2 separate regions of the Arachis hypogaea genome follow, and region 2 is linked to region 1. Evidence: chromatin contacts called from public Hi-C data. All regions are on one chromosome and are shown on one strand. Each heading gives the region's core, a stretch centred on a gene start, on an enhancer-like site or on the middle of the called end of the contact. The rest is flanking DNA. Distances are from core to core; before and after follow the strand shown. Region 1 holds the start of LOC112797625 (UDP-glycosyltransferase 74G1). Region 2 holds the start of LOC112797634 (mogroside I-E synthase).

Region 1 (6,810 bases), core at 2,807-5,306:
TGACCCGAGCTATGGCCCGGGTCTGACCCAAAATAATGACCGAGTCTATTTTTGAGGCCCTTACCCGACACTAAACCCAATAAAATCACACCAAATTAATCTCAAAAGTGTTCGAGACCGGGTCGGGTCTTCGGACCACGCCGGGTCATATGCAACCCTACTATGGTAGGCCTAGGCTGTTCTATACACGTGAGGTTTTTCTTTCTTTTTTTTCCGGACCAGGATACACGTGAGATGAGATGTGTTTTTTTTTTTTTAATAAAAAAAATTTATTGATTAGAAACTGAAAATTAAGAATACAAAAATATATTATTTCAACTCAAATTGTAAGCTAAACCTGCAACGTTAAGCAATAAAATAATTAATTATATAACATTTAAAAAAAAAACCCTGCATATCACATTGCTAATCTTTGAATTTATAGTCACTCTCAAGGCCCTGTTCCTACTGTATATATAGCAGTGTTTGTCTATTTTCCGTTCAACATTACATTGCTACTATATGGTTCATGTACATAGAACTTTAATATCGAACTAACCCATGACAAAGACCCTAAAACTTGTAAGATTTCGAAAAATTCCAAAAGAAGTTCTATTCACACTTTCACACAATATCCCAAGGGGAAAAAAAAAAAGCCAACAACCCAATATGAAATTGCTGCCTTTTAACACACATATCAAACCTCTATTAGTAACCAATTTAGATTAGTCCAATGCTCAGCTTACTCGCTGCTTAAGTAAGATTGAGGTTTGAATCCGGTTTTGTACATAATATGCAAAACCTTAGTCTAATGGTTATGTTGGGTTAAAAGAAAGGGAGAACAAGATGAATTGAAGGGTGACAGGAAAGGGGGAAGGCCTCAGGGAAGGGCCTAAAAGGACTACATGGAAAGAAAAACTAATCTATCTTAAATCTATTTTTTTGTGTAGTTTTATATGTCAAGAATGGAAAAAGTCCACGAAAAATAACAAATTTATACCAAAACAACAACCTTATTTGATCCAAAAACATAGAAAAACATGCAAGTAGTTTTCTTACAACATACAAGATGGCCTGGCGAAAGCGAATTAAGTCAAATCTGATGTAATCGAAGTTTTTTTTTTTTTTTTTGTCTAATAAAAAACAAAGAAAGGAACAAACAAAGGCATATGAGACTTACAGAGAAAATAAGCTATTTACAAATTCAATAACATTTTTATGGGAGCTTCCACCCTCACTAGCAGCTTTTGTCATCAAAGTTCTCCACTCAATGGCATTTCTCTTTATCTCTTCCCCTTTCTCACTTTCCATCATTTCCTTTATACAATTGTTCAAATCTTCTCTTCTCACAATCCGCTTCTCATCAATTGGAACTCTAATTCCCACTTTCCAAACATCTTCAATATACTTTGCATTTGTACTTTGATCTGCCCATTTTGGAATTGCGATGGTTGGAACTCCTAAGCTCAAAGCTTCCAATACAGAATTCCAACCACAATGTGTCACAAAACATGCTATAGCCTCATGTGCTAGAACTTGCAATTGGGAGCACCATGTTACTATCAAACCCTTTTCTGATTTCTTTACAAAGTCTTTTGGTAATTTAGTCTCTTCAGAAGCTCTAACCACCCACAAGAAGTACCTATCACTATTTCTCAAACCATAAGCTATTTCTCTCAATTGTTCCTCATCAAAAGGAACCATGCTCCCAAATGACACATAAATAACTGACCCTTTTGGTTTATCTGCTAGCCATTCTATACAATAATCTTCACTTTTGAATTGTGCAACATCATATTCTTCATCTTCTTTGACTCTCTTATCCAAGAACTTAGATGGGATATTTGGTCCTATGGTTCTATACTTTGGCCAAATCTTTGTTGTCCAATCAACAACCTAAAACCAAACACATGCCAAAATTGAAAATTTATAGAAAAAACTAGCAAATAAGAAAATATCTATCTTTTTTACTTTAATTAATTAATTATCTTGCTAATAATAAAGAATAACTTCATTTTATAGTATAATTTATAAAATGCACTAGTTCTCTCTCTCTTACTCTCTCTATATCTCTGTTATCATTAACAACACAGTTAATCAATTTCTTATCTTCAATAATGAAATATCAAATTAAACACCATTTTATTAATCAAGTACTAATTTTACTTTTCTAAATTTTTCACTATATGCTATGCTGAAACGGTAAAACAAGATCCTAGATAGATGATGCCTATATAAAAACATTTTAGACTAAATGTTCATGGTGGGTTCTTTAAATTCACGGTATTCATCAATTTGGTTTCTCAAGGTCCAATTGCACTGCAGTAGTCCTTTAAATTGAGCTTCGGATGTTATAGTCATCCCTAGCTAGACTTTTTTCCAGCACTGAATCAGCAAACACAGTGATAATGTGGCACTCTCTTACCACGACCATGTTTCTGTTTGACGCCAAATGAAGGCCGAAAGCCCGAAACAACGTCACTTTGACTTTTGTGGCATCTAAAACGGTTTCTACATGTCGTTTTGGCCTTCTTTAGACACTAAACAAAAACACCGGCATTTCACACCAGTCCTGCATGGTAAGAGAGTGTTACATCATCATTAGGAATCGAATCGAATTGGATATGGCCAACATTTCGATCCAATTTGCATTAAAATCATTGGATCGGATTTAATATCTATAGTTTTTTAAGTTTAGATCCCAATCGGATCGGATATATCTGCAAAACACAAAAATATTTTTAAGAGTTTATTTTTATTAAAGAATATCAATAAAATTAATTTTTTCTATTTTTTTAAATATGTTTACTCTTAAAATAATATTAAACATATTTTTTTAAATAATAAATTAAAATAATATAACATATATGATAATTATTAGTTAAAATAAAACATAAAAAAATATTTACTTGTTTATTTTTTTATTTTTATGGATACGCGGATACCTACACAAAATCCGCAATCCGATCGTATTAGTGTGCGGATCGGATCATATCCGCAATTTTCAGATCGGATTTGGATAAACAGTGAATATGCAGATCAAATCCAACCTATAAACACCCTTAATCATCACTATGTTTGCTGAGTTAGTATCAAAAAAGGATTCATGAATTATTATGGTGTCCGAAGCTCAATACGAAGGATCGGACCATTATAATGTAAGTAGATCTAAGGGATCAAATTAATGAAAATCTTGAATCTTAGGACCACTACAAGGAATTAGTCAAACATTTTAGTATACAAAACTAAATTCTTGTATAAATATTCAGATGGATGGAATATATGAGATATATACACACAACTTCTTAGCTCTTACCTCCTTATCAAGCTCATAGATTGCATTGCAGAAAACCCAATCAGCTTTGTCCAAGTTGGAGAATTGACCCTTTAGCATCTCAAGCACAGGTCCATCTTCTTCATATGTCAAGAAGAAAGAAGGCAAGTCCCCAAGTTGAAGTTTAGGCATAGAAGGAAGTGAAACCTCATCCTCAATTACAGGAACCTTAATCTTTCCCAATTGAACATGATAGAATATGCTATTCACAGCCATATTATGAGTGAAGTAAGAAGCACCAACTATGCTAAATCTTTTGGCAACATCTAGTGCCCATGACAGAAATGAATTATAGATTATACAATCTACAGGGTTTCCTAATTTAGCAAGCTTCTCTAGAAGATCAACGAGACTTTGTGGACCAACTTGCCAAAAACGTTGTATATAGGCATTGTAGCTTCCACCAGCTTCTTGAATACCACCATTGTCACACCCATCAGAGATTGATTCAAGTGATATAGAAGGAGGCAAGTTGTTATTATTGTGCAAGTTCTTGATGAAGAAACGTGTGGTGGCTAAGGTTACTTTGACTCCTTCATGTACCAAGAGCTTGGAGAATTGAAGCATGGGGTTTATGTGACCTTGAAATGGATATGATAAGACCAAACAATGGGGTGGTTTTCTGGCTATAGTTTTCTCACCCATTTTTCTTTGAAGAGCTTCTTCAGGGTAGGTGGGGGTTTGATGGCAAATTGGGATTTGGGAAATATTGAAGTATCAAAGTGAGTATGTGCATGTGTAAAGTAAGAAAATATAAGTTGTTTAATTAATTTATTAAATTCTTAAGGAGAATCATTGCATACGTGAGCATTCCTTTTAAAGTTAATAATTATGTTTTTAAAAAATATATTTTTTTAAAAAATTATATTAAAAATATCATATTTCTGTATTGTAAAAACTGCAAATTTTCTAAGCCACCTTAACTTACCAAGCTATTTTCTTAACATAAAGACAAAATACCCGTGTTGTAAAAAAAATTTTAAGTATCAAAATTTTTTACAGGTATCAAATTTTATTTTTTCACGAAAAATTTGGACGATGATATTTTGACACCAACAAAAATCAGATACCATCTAAAAAATATTTGAACCTCACAATTACACCTAAAAGTAACTCAATTTCAAATAAACTTCTCAACAAATTTTTTTTTGCGGTACCCTGTAAAAAAAACAAAAACTAATCTAAAGAGTCAAAAACCAACTTATACATAGAGAAGGGTCCAACATGAATAAGTTTTCTTTCCTTGTGTCTATCCAAACCGCCAATTTTATAGACCACCGTAACTTGTCGAGCTGCTTCTCCGGCATAACATAAAATAGTACATGTGTTGTGAAAAAAATTACGTTATGAGTATCTCTATAAACTTAAATTTGTACCGTATAATTTATCTATATATATATTTTTTTTGAAAATAAATAAATAATTTTTAAAATATCACCTAATATATCTATAAAAGTGTCATTAACATATATGTGATATTTATAGTAAGTTTTTTTTTTCGATTTTTTGTTGACTTATTGTATGTAAAAAAAAAAACTTATTAAACAATATACTTCAATTAAAAAATATATATAAATATTGATTGAGCAAAATTAAGTACGACAAAACCATTCTAATCTCTTAAAATTTTGTTATAATAATAATGAATTGACACGACAAGTGCGTGAGACATTTTGGTTTAATTACAAACAAAACAATAGTAGAAACATGAGTGGCAGCGAGTAGGAATGAAGATGAAAAAAATTTGTTAAGTAGAATACACTGAATTGGGGATTCTATCGCGTATAATTGTACATACTTTAATTGAAATAGCTTTGATATGCTCTAAAATATGAGAAGGATATTCTCTAGAGTATAATATACTAATATCTTGGGAATTTTTTCTATTATAAATTTTTTTAAAAATATTTTTTTTTTAAAATTAATCCAACTTTATATTTTAAAATCCAACTTTTCTTTTTGTATAAGTTTGCCGCATGCGTTGGTGAACTTTTTCAAATTTCTATGCTCCTCACCCATCTACTTCTGTGATTTTAATTTGAAAAAAATATATATTCTTCAACTGTTTTCATATTTTTAATTTGAAAAAATATATATTATAATCAAAATTTTTAATTTTTAAAAAAAATTAATTTGCTTTAATTTAGATAAAAAAATTAAAAAATTAAAAAATTAAGATGTTGAGAAGCCTTTTTTTTATTATATTATTGTTAAATACAGTTTATTGCTATATATTTTTATATACTCCTATATATTCTTAGATATTATAATAATAATTATTATTGTCAATTTTTTAATTTTTTTTACCTAATCTAATATTTATAGAGATAACTAGTAAAATTTGTGGTAGAATACTACGAATTTACAAAAATAATAAAGTTTGCCTGCGACAAACTTAGCTAAAATTCTAAAAAATATATATATATTCCAAAATTTAAGATAATTTTTTTATTTTATTATTGAAAAAAAACCTAATATCTTGAACTCACATGTATTTGTTATAATTTATAAGACATATACGAAGTATAGGTTTTTTTTTTCATTTATAAAATAAAAAAATTATTATTTTGCGATCAAGATTTTTAAACTTTAATTCTCTAAATACGATTTTTTTTTGCATTTAAGCAAGTTAGTCGGACGTCCCGGCGAACTCTATAAAAATGAGTACTCTCTTTTTAAAATTTTTGAAATCCACGTTTTAATCAAATTATCATCATCTCCAAATAATATACAGATCTACTAATAGTATATAGAAATACACAAACATGACTTCTTCAAGAATTTTTTAATTATAAATTAAAAAAAGCCATATTTAAAAATAACAATCATTGTTATCCTATCTAAAAATGTATAGGTACACCGGAATGAGTCATATTTAACAAAGATTTTTTTAATTATAAATTAAAAAATAACTATTTCCCAAAAATAATCCACTTCAAATATATAAGATTGGAAAGTTAACAATTATTATAGTTTTCAGAGACAAAGATAGACAAAGATATGACTCATTCCGATGTACCTATACATTTTTAGATACGATAACAAAGGTTGTTATTTTTAAATATGGTTTTTTTTAATTTATAATTAAAAAAATTCTTGAAGAAGTCATGTTCGTTGTCCGTAAATTTTTGTGTATCCCTATATACTGTTTGTAAATTTATATATTATTTGGAGATGATGATAATGGATTAAAATGCGGATTTTAAAAATCTTAAAAGAGAGTTCGCCGGAGTTAGGCGAACTCTATAAAATTTATAAAGTTCGCCAAGGAGTTAGGCGAAACATTTTTATAGAGTTCGTCGGAATTCGGAAAACTTGCTTAAATGCAAAAAAAAAATCGTATTTGAAAAATTAAAATCCAAAAATCTGGTTGAGAGAAAGAATAATTTTTTTTATTTTATAAAAGAAAAAAACCACGAAGTAAAGTATACCAAAATCTTGCGTTTTTTATTTTCTGTGAAGACAACGACTCTTTTTTGGGTCATGAACAAGACAAC
Region 2 (7,843 bases), core at 3,733-6,232, 210 kb after region 1:
TGGTCATATTTCGATTCTTAAAATTAATTATATCCTAGCCAACTTTTTCATACATGTATCTTAATCTTATTGGCCAGTCAACTATAGGTAACCTTAGCCACCACAAAACATAGTCACCAGAGAACTCGCCATTGTATAAGGTAGTTAATTAAGTTGGTAAAATTACAATTTAAATTTAATTTACTTCCTCTTTTTTTATATAGTTTTAATTGATTCCTAACTCTTCATAATGATCCATTCTTCGTCTTCTCCAAAAATATTAAGAGAATATCACACTTAATGTGATCCAAAGCATAAGGAAAAATGAAAACTTTCTTAAACCGAGTTATATATTAAATTTTTACCGAGTTATATTAAGCGGATCAAGTTATATTCTTAAACTTTCTTCAAATCTATTATAAAATGGTACATATTACAAGGAACACCACAATTAGTCAACAATACATAATTTAAGAGAAATGGTTGGCTCATGAATTTTTGTTTGCACATGAAATAGAGCATTGACAAATTCTATAATATTTTTATTTGAGCTTCCACCTTCACTAACAGCTTCAATAGCCAAATTCTTCCATTGCATAGCATTGATCTTAATCTCTTTGCCCTTCTCATTTTCCATTAATTCTCTAATACAATACTCCAATGCTTCATTTCTCATAATCTTTTTGTCATCAACCATAGGTCTAATTCCCACTTTCCAAACATCCACAAGATACTTAGCATTTGTTCCTTGCAATAACCGGAACTCCTAAACTTAATGCTTCTATTGAAGAGTTCCAACCACAATGTGTTACAAAACACCCTATAGCTTCATGTGCCAAAACCTTTACTTGAGAGCACCATGTTACTACTAAACCCTTTTCTGAATTCTTTGCAAAATCTTTTGGGAGTTTAGCTTCTTCAGATACTCTAACCACCCATAAAAAATATTTTTGGCTATGTTTCAAACTATATGCTACTTCTTTCATTTGTTCCTCATCAAGTGAAACTAAACTTCCGAATGATACATAAACAACTGAATATTTTGGCTTATTGTCTAGCCATGTTATACATTCTTCGGTCTTGAATTGTGTGATATTATAGTCTTCATCATCTTTGACTCGTTTGTCCAAGAATATAGACGGTATGTTTGGTCCTATAGTCCTAAAATTGGACCAAATCTTCATTGTCCAATCAGTCACCTAAAAACAATTTTCAATCACTAAGTATTTTATGAAGAGAAAAAAATGTATTGGAAGAGCAAGTGAGCAACCTCAAAGAAATGGCTTAATTGATGAAAATTCATGAATTCTAACAGATTAACACACAAGAAAGTACATGTAAAAATAGAAATTTACTATTTATATGTGAGAATTGATTTTTTTTTTCTTTCTATAATTTTAAGATATTGAAAATATCAATCTTTTTAGTTAAATCTTAAAATAATCTCTGAAATTAACAGTTTGTATTAATTTAGTTTTTGAGAAGATCACAATTGCACTATTCTAGTCCTTTAGATTAGAAAAAATGCAGTAAGTTCATTCTAACCACTTTTCTGTTAAATGTGACCTAATGTTGTGAGGGACTAACTTAGTGCAATTTTTTTTAATATGAAGGACTAAAGTAGTGTAATTGGAATCTCAAAAATTAAATTAGTACAAATTGCCGATCTGTACTCTGGGGTTAACTCATTTTTTTTCATTTTAGTATTATAATACAAAAAAAAGCATTTTATTTAAGAAAAAGTATAGGTAAACGATAAGAATACTAAACAATATGAATAATGAATATGTCAGATGTTCAATTCAATAGATATGTAGATGATTATGTTCATTATTTTTAATTGGATGATTTTTTTTATTTATTCATGCACAGTTAACAATGGCTGAATATTCAAATCAATAGGTGTGCAGATGGTTATCCTAATGTTAAGGTTTATGAGATAATTTGGGAGTGGAGTGTTTGTTTTACTTTATTGGGTCAATTCTAGAACTCATTGTTCACATTGTATACAAAAGTCATTGTCTATCTAACAAAAACGTTTATTTAATTTGCGGCGATTTTGCGAAAATTTAAGAGAATATTTAACAAGTTTAAGATGCTATATCACAATTTAATTTGTGTTATAAAACCCTGAAAACATTCAAAACTTGATGAACTGCTAATTAATTACCTGTTTTTCCAGCTCATAGAAGCTATTGCAAAGGACCCAATCAGCTTTGTCAATGTTTGAAAACTGATCCCTTAGCATTTGAAGAAAATCAGGATCTTCCTCATGGTTAAAGAAGAAACAAGGCATTTCACTATGTTGAAGTTGTGGCAACATAGGAAGTAACGAAACCTCATGATCATGTCTCAGTTTTCCAATATAGACATGGTAGCATATGGCATTTATAGGTAGATTCTGAGTGAGGAAAACAGCACCGACCACACCAATTTTTCTTGCAACATCAAGTGGCCATGTTAAGAATGAATCATAGACTATGCAATCTACAGGGTACCCTGTTCTAGCATGATTCTCTAGAAGCTCACCAAGATTTTGTGGCCCCACTTGACCAAAACGCTCCAAATAGACACTTAAATTCAGTGCTTCTCCATGCCTACCATTATCAAATCCATCTGAAATTGTCTCAAGTGAAATTGAATGTGGCAAATTCAGATTATTCTCTATGTTCTTGAAGTAGAATAGGGTGGTGACAAGTGTCACTCTTACACCTTCATGTTGCAAGCGCTTAGAGAATTGAATCATGGGATTCATGTGACCTTGTGCTGGATATGGTAGCACCACACAGTGCATAGTTTTTCTCATGCCTATTCTATTCTCCATTAACTTTTCCTCTCTGGATTTGAGCTATTCAAGGGTCAACCTATGAATTAGAATACTTAATAATACAGCACAAATGGATAAATTAGTGAAAACTTGTAAAACAAGTTAAGTTGGTATGATATTTAAATAACAGGACTTTATAATCAAAGTTTAATTAATGGACAATGACAGTTTTGGCCAGAAACTTGTTCATTGATTTCTCAAAGGAATGAGAGTAGTAATTATCTGAATTTAAAATTTATTTTATAATAATTAAGGTGGTACATTATTTGCCAAGGAAACACCACAACAAATAATTAAACAAGTAGTGGTGGTTGGTTGGTTCAATAACCTTTTAAACTATTCACAAATTCTATAATATTCTTATTGGAGCTTCCACCTTCACTAACAGCTTCAATAGCCAAATTCTTCAACTTCACAGCATTAATCCTAATCTCTTTGCCCTTATCACTTTCCATTAACTCCTTAATACAATCCTCCAATGCTTCCTTCCTCATAATCTTTTTCTCATCAACCACAGGCCTGATCCCCACTTTCCAAACATCAACAAGGTACTTAGCATTTGTAGCTTGATCTGACCATTGAGGCACAGCAATAACAGGAACACCTAAACTCAATGCTTCTAATGTAGAATTCCAACCACAATGTGTTACAAAACACCCAACAGCCTCATGAGACAAAACCTTTAGTTGAGAGCACCATGTCACTACTAAACCCTTTTCTGAATTCTTTGCAAAATCTTTTGGGAGTTTTGCTTCTTCTGAGGCTCTAACTACCCATAAGAAGTATCTACCACTATCTCTCAAACCATAAGCTACTTCTCTTATTTGTTCTTCGTCTAGCGGAACCAAACTTCCGAATGATACGTATAGAACTGACCCTTTTGCCTTCTTGTCTAGCCAATCCATACATTCTTCGCTCTTGAATTGTGTTACACCGTATTCTTCATCATCTTTAAGGCGTTTGTCTAAGAACATTGATGGTATGCTTGGTCCTATAGTCCTGAATTTTGGCCAAATCTTTTTTGTCCAATCAATTACCTACGAGCAATTTTCAATCACCAATCATCACACATTGAAAAAACATATACACAGAAGAAAAGGTGAAAACTCATATGCAGTTATTTTGTGTGCATATAACATTTTTTATGAACGAGAATAACAATCAATCAAGAACTGTTAAATAGGATAACTAAATCAAATCTAAAACTAGTAAACTCAAAATTTCACAAATTAACTTGAAAATTGGAAAGGTTCAATTAATATAGGTAACTGCAAGGGCTCTAAGTTCTGACACACAACAAAGAACTATTAAAACATGCAAAATCATAGTACTGCAAGAAGGGAGCAGAAATCAGAACACCAAATAAATAAGTAGTTGTGTAAAGCTGCATAAATTAATTACCTCTTTCTCCAACTCATAGAATGCATTACAGAGCACCCAATCAGCCTCATGAATGTTAGAAAACTGTTCGACAAGCATCTCAAGAAAAGCAGGATCTTCTTGATAGCTAAGGAAGAAAGAAGGCATGTCCCTATGTTGAAGCTTTGGTAACATAGGAATCAAAATCTCATCCTCAGTAAGTGGGGCCCTAAGCTTTCCAATATGAACATGATAGTAAACACTATTCACAGGCATATTCTGAGTAAGATAAGAAGCACCAGCTATACCAAATTTCTTAGCAACATCAAGAGCCCAAGGCATGAATGAATCATAGATTATGCAATCTACAGGGTACCCTGAAACAGCACACTTCTCTAGAACCTCACTTAAAGTTTGTGACCCTCTTTGAGCGAAAACTTCATTATAGACACTGAGTTTAAGTCCCTCACCATGTCTTCCATTGTCAAACCCATCTGAGATTGTCTCAAAGGACATTGAAGGTGGGAAATTCTCCAAGCTTTTGCCGTAGAATAGTGTTGTGACAAGTGTCACTTTTACACCCTCATGTAGCAAACGCTTGGAGAATTGAATCATGGGGTTTATGTGTCCTTGTGCAGGGTATGCTAGCACCACACAGTGCACTGCTTTGCCATTTTCCTTCTCCATTTTCTTTCTTCACACTCACTAACTCACTCTTTTTGTTCTTCTCCTTTTGCCTTTGACCTCTTTGGGATTTTGGGCTATTGGGTTATGCTTAAATATAATATGCATGAGTCAGAGTACTGAGTCAAATTGTATACTTTCAAATTTAATTAACATCAGGAAAAAGAAAATTTAGTTTCTTTTCAAAGAAAAAAAAGAAAAGTTGAAGTTTACAACTTTAATCTTTTAATAAAGAGTGAACACCCGATTCGTGATAATTACCTCAAAAAAATAATATTAGCTTTTTTTTGGCATAAAATTACAGGAGCTATTCAGTCTCATAAAAATAAAATTTAGGGATCAGATTAAGTATTTTTTTATCAAGAACTTAGTTGTCTTTTAAAATAATTGTCTCTTTAAAATTTTTTCTCTTTAATAAAAAATCAAGATTGTCGTAATTGAATCGATAAAACTCGAGATTAAATGGTTTAAAATTTTAATTAAAGTTAAATTTGGATCAATTATGCTATATTTTAGTAATCAATTTTAATTAAGTTGGTATAATAATTTATTGGCGTAAAAAATATTATTTAAAAAAAACGAGAATGTAAGAACAAGAAGAAAAAAACAAAGACTTGGTCGAACCTTACAAAAAAAAATTGTTTACATAGTATTTTTCATTTTGATAGAAGAAAATAATATATTTTTTTATAATTATATGACGTATACACAACAAATGATTATTAAAACAGTTTATTTATATATAATACATATTAAAATAAAAGATATATAAAAAATAAATTAAATAATATATATTAATATATTTTATATAATAATTAATTTTTTTTTACACAAAATTTTTAATTTGTATAAAATATATACAATGTAAAAGATTGATTTTTTAACAAAACTTATACTCGTTAAATTTTTTCAACGTCTTTATTAGTCTTTTACCCGATTTATCGTCAATATATTTTACACTAATCTAGATCGGCAAAATATCCATTTTCGATTAATCCTATTGAACCAATTGATTTGGTTTGATTCTCGCAACACTGAAAAAAAAAAAAGAATATTTAAGTATAGGTATAATACAAATGGACAAATTATGTGACGCAATATCTGACGCAAATTACGGGGGGAAACATATGATTAACTAAAAAAAGAGAGTAATTAATGATTCCATATGTGCATGTCATTTTCACATGGATATTTATTTATTTATTTAACCAAGTTGGGTTGGTCTAGTGGTTAGCTCACTAGTCCGCTTAAGCAAGTGTCGGGGGTTCGAATCCCGCCTTGTGCATGCAGCAACCCATTGGCCAGCGGCAAACCCTTAAATGGAGCTCAGTACCGCGACGGATTAGTCCTTGACCTGCCGGGTCAGGGGATACCGTGGGAAACCAAAAAAAAAAAATTTATTTATTTATTTGATCATATTCATGGTCATCACTAGCTACTTCGCTCAACGAAAAAAAATTTGGTCAACAAAGATGGGCTAGACAACTTGGATTTAATATTTAGAGTTTGACTCTTCTAAAATTATATTATTATTTAAAAAAAATATATTATTAATTATCATTAAATTAAGATAGTAAAACTCATAGTTAATAAATATTATAAATTCAAAGATATTTAATATTACTGTATTATTTTACTAACATTAATATTATTACTTTAGAAATTTTTTTTTTCTAATATTTGTGTTGTAAGCAGATAGAGTTTGAATACCTTTTGAGTTCTAATTTGCATACATGGAACTACTGGCATATACTATATGACATCATTATTAGAATATATATAGTATTTGATTACAATCAATATTATTTTAACATATTAAGTGGTCGATCATATATACGTATAATATATTTTTTTGCTGTGTCATGTGATTCAAAGCTTCTGCATTTTTTGTTTCGGCTTATATATAATATATCTCACTAGATGATTCTTTCTTTTGTCTTATCTTTTGAAAAACGTTTATTCATACATGGAAAATGCAAAATAGATTACTGGGACAAAGAAAGGCCAGTTTCATACACATCATAAGCTGAGCATATCTATGCACGCCAAAATTTTTGTGGCTTCGTCTCATTTATAATTTACCTTGGGAATTTATTCACCATAATAATTTCAACAACAAAGCTACAACGGAGTGTTGATGTTATTATTTTTATTTATAAAGGATAGGGATATATATTGAAAAAAGAACTAGGAGAAAAATTAGAATTACAAATATGAAGTGTAAAAAATATTTTTATCCGAATATTAAATTATTATTAAGATAACACAATGATATAATTTAATTATGAATTTAATAAAAATATTCTATAGTGTTTGATAACAATTCATATTCTCACAACATTTTTATGACAACTTCCACACTCACCTCTAATAATATCATTTACTTGCCTTTTTTTCCAGCTCATAAGAAAAGGTATGACAAAGGATCCAATCAGCTTTCTTCAATAACTGAAGAAAAGCAGGATCTTCTTCATAGTTAAAGAAGACATAGGGCAATAAAGGCCTATCCCCGTATGATAAGTTTTGGAAACTTGCCAAGGAAAATCTCATCCTCAGTGACTGAAGTCTTAGAGCTTCCAATGTGCACATGGTAGTCGATGCTATTCAGTATTCACAGCCAAATTGAGTTAGGAAAGTCACCAACTATGCCAAATTAATGGGCCGCATTAAAGGCCCAAATCATGGTGAACCATAGATTATGCAATCTTATGGGCCTGACCCATTAAAATATTACAAGAGTAATATTAGGTACCAACTTTTTTTTTTTCCAGTTATACTTGAACAAAAAATAGGAGGAGACATCGGACTCGGGCGGCAGTGAGGGGCATCTTGGCGTCGGTAGGAAGGAGATGTTGTTGGCCACCATCGTGAGGGCGGCTTGAGAGGTATGCTGTTCATCGGACGAGGAGATCCGAGCTCCTCCTCCATAGCTTCAATGGCAGCCTCAGGTACTGGGTCTAGCTTCTAAATATTAAATTATAAACCTAAACACTA

Evidence for each region. A called contact is a pair of places that touch in the nucleus more often than the background predicts.
Region 2: a Hi-C map of an unstated tissue shows a contact between it and region 1, with 3 times the contacts expected there. The contact joins the promoter of LOC112797634 here to the promoter of LOC112797625 in region 1. A contact is called at or near these places in 3 of 8 Hi-C or Micro-C datasets (leaf and an unstated tissue).

Annotation. Positions count from the first base shown.
Region 1 is chr4:120,288,253-120,295,062 of arahy.Tifrunner.gnm2.J5K5, forward strand. LOC112797625 (UDP-glycosyltransferase 74G1) reads right to left here and starts at 4,057. Exons shown (of 2, transcript XM_025840659.2): 1 at 3,296-4,057; 2 at 955-1,875. The coding sequence starts at 3,958. The coding sequence ends at 1,156.
Region 2 is chr4:120,493,724-120,501,566 of arahy.Tifrunner.gnm2.J5K5, forward strand. It overlaps LOC112797634 (mogroside I-E synthase), which reads right to left and starts at 4,983. Exons shown (of 2, transcript XM_025840670.3): 1 at 4,208-4,983; 2 at 3,025-3,843. The coding sequence starts at 4,852. The coding sequence ends at 3,127. LOC140184497 (a long non-coding RNA gene) reads left to right here and starts at 7,143. Exons shown (of 4, transcript XR_011881491.1): 1 at 7,143-7,797. It also overlaps the pseudogene LOC112797635.